Regions from separate parts of the Hordeum vulgare genome. Here region 1 is linked to region 2. Evidence: chromatin contacts called from public Hi-C data. All regions are on one chromosome and are shown on one strand. Each heading gives the region's core, a stretch centred on a gene start, on an enhancer-like site or on the middle of the called end of the contact. The rest is flanking DNA. Distances are from core to core; before and after follow the strand shown.

Region 1 (2,700 bases), core at 86-2,585, 450 kb after region 2:
TTTCTTAACAGTTGAAGCTTTTCTATACATGATTGCAACTTTTTGAGGAGTGACCACGTGAGATGCTGCAGCCGGAGCGGCGTTTGAAACTTTTTCCATATACGGTTGAAGCTTTTCTATCAACGTTTGCAACTTTCCCTCGTTGAATTTTTTGGTTGAAGCTGTTTTTTTTAACGGTTGAAGCTTTTCTATACACGGTTGAAACTTTTTTTCCAGCGTTTGCAACACAGGGGGTGAGGTGCGACCGACAAGGTGAAGACCGACGGGCATGAGCAGCGGCGGGGGCAGCGAATGGTGGGCGAGCTGAGTCCCGGAGCGCGGGGCGGCGAGTGGTCTGGACGAGCTGAGTCGCGGAGCTGCATCCATGGTGCTTCGACCGGCGGCTGAGGCGGCGACCGACGGTGAGGGCGACCAGCGATGAGGAGGCGAGGCGAGGCGGTCGGCGCGTGCTGGGGCGTCGGCGCGTGCGAGGCGGGCCTCTTCCTTTTCCCGTGCGCGTGCTGAAGGTTGGGAAAGATAGAATCCGATGGTTCGGAAGGGACAGATCTGACGGCTGCAGGACGACCGGCCCAACAGTTGGGTCGGCGTGCAGGCGCAAAGTGCTTCCCTTTTAGAATTAACTAGCAAAAGGGCCCATGCGTTGCAACGGGAGAAAAAAATATCACACGACACACGCTCTTAATTTATAAAAAATGTCTATAATTTGAGAATTTATAGTTACGATACAAATAAAGATGGTCTTATCCTACAAAAATGCAGTTTAAAATTTCACAGGTCTTCTATTTTAACACGGCTTGCATGTAGATTTAATACGTACAAAGAATCAGTCAAGTGACCTTCAGTTTCATCTCTAATCCTGATTTTGTTGACGTGTTCATTCCCAACCCGGATGAGTACCGGTATGAAAGAAAGACGAATAGTGACTTCTTTATTAAGATTGCACCCTAGATAGTATTTTTATTAAACGTTTAACAGATAAAATAATATCATATTTAAATTATACATATTTTTCTAATCAAATTCCATGTATAATATGTTAAATTTGGAGTTACGGTTTAAAAGATATGAGTATTTAAAAAAATATTTAATATATACTACGAGTTTAATGTCATAAACAGTAATGATTTTTTTTTGTAAAATCAACTCGGTGTGTTTTAGGTGAAGATAAGCTGATCAACTTTACTCGGTGTCCGTTTCGATTAGAAACTCGTGTTGTACACGCACGTCGCAATCGGCGCGTAGGCAGCGCAGGCATCATCCGCTCCCTGGCTGCACCTTATCCGCCTCGATGTCCTCATCCAAAACCGAGTGCGGGTCCCCGCGGCCGTCGCCCACCGTGTCCTCCTATACCTTCTCCCCCCTCGCTCGCGCGCGCCCGACAACGCAGCCAAAAAGAACTCGTTCCAAATCTCCAGCCTCCGTCCCACAATCCGCACCCGGCGACAATCCCCACGCCAGCGATCCCCGCGCCGCCTTCCTCGCGCCGCCGCGGATCCAACGAGGTAATTCACGGCGCGCCACCGCCCCCTCCATCTCCCCCACCCCCTTCCCCGCGACCGCTTCTCTCGCGGCCTCCGTCTCTCTCTGACTCTCCCTCCCCCCCTCCCGTGGATCTCGATCCGGATTGCCTCCCGACGGACCGCGAGGCTCCCGTGGTCTCTTGGCGTCCCGCCGCCGTCGTCGCTGGCTCCCGTCCGCCACGGATTAGGCAGGTGCGCTTCTTAAGAGAGTCGGCGTCTGCCTGGTCGGCTCGAGCATTGCAGCCTTCACAGCGAGCTGGATTCCTGGCCTGGATAGTTATTACTAGATGTGAGCGCGCCTGGATTTGCCTGCATTGGGCGTCGTCAGGTGTCCTGTCTCCTCTCCTGTCGAATACCTCGAGTAATTATCTTCCAGATCTGCCTCGATTAGGTCCGTTTCCTTTGGCAGAGATGCTGCTTTTAGTTGATGTGTAGGTGTCTGTGATGTGACTGTTGTCCTTGAATCTCAATGTCTGATGCCATGATGCTGCATTGCTCCGGCGAATCCCTTCCATACTTGTTTTCCTAGTGGGCTATGCTTTATATCCAAAAATTTAAGCTACTAGCGGGCTTGCTTCAATTTATTCTTGCTTTAAGTTACCGCTGGAAACCATTCCCTTGCTTTTAATTGTTAATAATGTTCCTGTTATGTAATATATGCTGACTTGGACAATTGTTAAAATGTTTTGGCGCAGGCATTTGTCGGTGTTTCTGGTTGTAATTTGTGGTCAAGTGGAGTAATCAACTTTAATCAGACATTCTTGAATATGGTATCCGTGAATGTTGGGTTAGTACATTATGTATTGGACCATATATATGGGACTCTCCTTCATCGCACGAAATTAGGAACACCATTTTTCTCAAAGGGATGGGGAGGTACCAAACTTGATTTGTTAGAGAGGATGGTGAAGCAGCTTTTCCCGGAAGCGCCTTGCCAGAGCTGGCCACCAACTGCTGTGCAGCCTAAATGGAAAACAGTTTGGGAGACAAAGAACTCTTGTCTGCGAGAGGGTGTTTTCCGGACAACATGTGATGAGAGACTAATTGATGCATTGCCTCCTGAGAGTCACAATGCAAGAGTTGCTTTTCTTACGCCCAAGGATGTCTCACCAGAGAAGATGGCTTGCGTGGTCCATTTGGCAGGTACAAAATTTGTATCTCGATCTTACTCTATCTTGGT
Region 2 (2,700 bases), core at 113-2,612:
ACACAGTCCAAAGTACTATGGTACGAAACCTCATTAAATATTCTAAACCCAAAGTATCCACTCTGACCACCTCGATTCTCAATATCTCTAAGCCCCGCCACCTCCGATGATCTTCCGATGCTACCGAGCACTTAGGGTTACCGCTTCATATAGCTTAAACCCAACATTGGGCGTGGCTACATCTAAGTCGACTGGCTTTTATATTGGGGCGAGTCGATTATTCTGGAGCATTTGATGAATATCGTGCGACGCCTGACCTTTCTTCTTACTCATGTCTTCTTCCTTAGTTATCATTCTTCTCACACAACCGTACGGGCCGTCGGCCGAACCGCGTGTGACCACCACCCACGGCCTGCGGCGTTCCTGCGTAATATCGCCGCCTCGCCCTCCTCGAAAACGCCCCCATCGACGGTCTTGCCGTCACCCTGACCATCCCTCCAGCCTCAGCGTCGATGAATATTTTCTTTGGCAAAGTTGCACCACCGTCGTTCTTTCGCCTCCACCCCCACCTAAGATAGACAATGGGGGTAAATCTTTAGCGAGCCCATTCATTATTTTTCCTTCTCCTTCAAACTGATCACAATAACTAAAATTAGTCGACTGACATTTAGCTATTGTGCCCAACGTTCCATAGCATCAAAAGTGCACACTTTTTCGTTCCGGTAATATCGAGCTTATCTGATGGGAAACGTTTTCATACGGCGCGTCGGCCGAACCGACGCGCCGGTCGCTCCCTCGCGCGCGCGGGTCATGCAACATTTTTCGCACGCGCGCGCTTCGCTGGTCAGTGGATGCAACATTTTTCGTCTAAATTTGTTGCAACCAACGTCATATTTGCTGCAAGTGTTTTTTTGCTACATTTGTCTAATAAAAAAGCTGCATATACGTTTGGTTTCAACTCCAGTTCGTCCGATTTTTCGTTACAATCGATGTTTTTTACTTTTGCTATAACCGTGTTAATTTTTGCTGCAACCGACATCATTTTTTGATGCAACCGTTTACTAAAAAAGTTGCATACACGTTCACGTAGATATTTGTTACAACCGACGTTTGACTTTTGCTGTCACGCACCATCAGCTTCCTTTTTTTGCTACGATCACGTAGATATTTTTTGCTACAATTTTTGTTTTTTGTTGCAACAGTTGAAAATTTGCTGCATCGCGACGAATTTTGTTGCATTGGAAGAAAAAATGTTGCATGAAGATGAACGGTGCGAACGCGCCAGGTTGATGGATGGCGCGCAGGGAAGAGCACTGCCCTTATCTGATTGAAACAACAAAAAACGTGGTACACGTAGAAGGGTGATCCAGTCCACAGATTTCAGATCCAACGGTATAATCCCGAGTTCCCATGTTTCGACCTAGTACCGGTTTCCTTCCACGGAGTACGGATTTCAGTCCCCAACGAGAGCAGCGACAGCGACAGTCCATTCGCCGAATTCGTGCGATCCCCGGCGGAATCTGACGCGACGGCGCGTAGGTCTGCTCGATTTGGGGTTAAACCTGGCCAGGAATCGGTGGGCGGAGCGAATGACGGTACCGGAGGCGGTGGCACTAGACATACCGGCCGAGGAGGGTTCGCCGGTGGCCAGGGTGCCGCGGCGGATCAGGAGGAGGCTCCTCCAGGCGAGTGAGTCAAGCGCCGACGCGCCGGCAACGGCCGAAGAGATCGAGGCCAAGCTCCGCGACGCCCAACTCCGGAGGCAGGTTGGTACCCTCCACCCCATTTTTTTTCCCCGCTGCGTGCTTCATTATTCCGCGTTCATGGTTTGAGTACGACTTCGAAGTGGAGATTTAGCTAGCACGTTTATGCGGTATAAAAATTCGAGTACTCAGTGCCCGGTGAATCCCTGAACCCTTTCCTTGTGCAGAGGAAAATGGCATTTGACTATCAGACCCATTTGCAATCGAGGCATTCTTCTCATGTTGAGCATCAGACTCCATTGCATTTTCTGACCTTTCATGCCTAATATCTATTGATTTTGCACGAGTGATGCGATCTTTTGCTGTTGAGGGATGTGCAGGCTGATATCCTGCAGGAGATCCAAGGAATAGTTACGCTCCAGCCAATCATAGTAATTGGGCGAAACAGAGTTTACGTATTAATAAAGTCAAACAACAGTATGGAAGTATGCTGAGTACATGCTTGAGATCTGAGTACAATCCAAAAGAAACAGACGCCGAAAACGATAGATCAGAAAGAAAAGCTGATTGCTCCTTAGTGGTGCTGTGGCCACATGCAATTCCCTAAGTGCTCCCATCACCAAGTCCAGCATGCTCTTGTTCCTCTGCTTGGCGGCAGCCCTCCAAATCCGAAGAAAGATGATTGTTCTGAAGATGCAGTCAACATGATGTTTCGGCAACCCACATTCAGTGGTTAATTTGTTTCTAATATTCCATAGAGCCTAACATTAATTCCTTCGCAAAATAAAACCAAAGAATACCTCTAGGGTGACCGAGAAACCCTTGAGGGACAGCAAAGAAATCCGTAAAGTTAGCCAGATCCCAGCCACACCCAAGTAACTGGCAGACGCCACTCCACATGAAATGTGCAAGGTGACAAGCGAAGAAGATATGCGGCACATTTTACTCCTCACCACACAATGCACAGGACGACCGTGATACTTCAGGATTTGGTCATTAGAAGGAACACGACCTCTGGCAAGTTGCCAAGTGAAACTCTTGATCTTTAAAGACAGAT

What was found. A called contact is a pair of places that touch in the nucleus more often than the background predicts.
Region 1: a contact with region 2 is called in a Hi-C map of seedling, with 3 times the contacts expected there. The contact joins the promoter of LOC123402030 here to the promoter of LOC123406337 in region 2. A contact is called at or near these places in 2 of 6 Hi-C or Micro-C datasets (leaf and seedling).

The regions. Positions count from the first base shown.
Region 1 is chr6H:149,413,993-149,416,692 of MorexV3_pseudomolecules_assembly, forward strand. It overlaps LOC123402030 (protein ABHD18), which reads left to right and starts at 1,336. Exons shown (of 6, transcript XM_045095887.1): 1 at 1,336-1,502; 2 at 2,216-2,663. The coding sequence starts at 2,288.
Region 2 is chr6H:148,960,211-148,962,910 of MorexV3_pseudomolecules_assembly, forward strand. LOC123406337 reads left to right here and starts at 1,363. Exons shown (of 10, transcript XM_045099833.1): 1 at 1,363-1,706. The coding sequence starts at 1,530.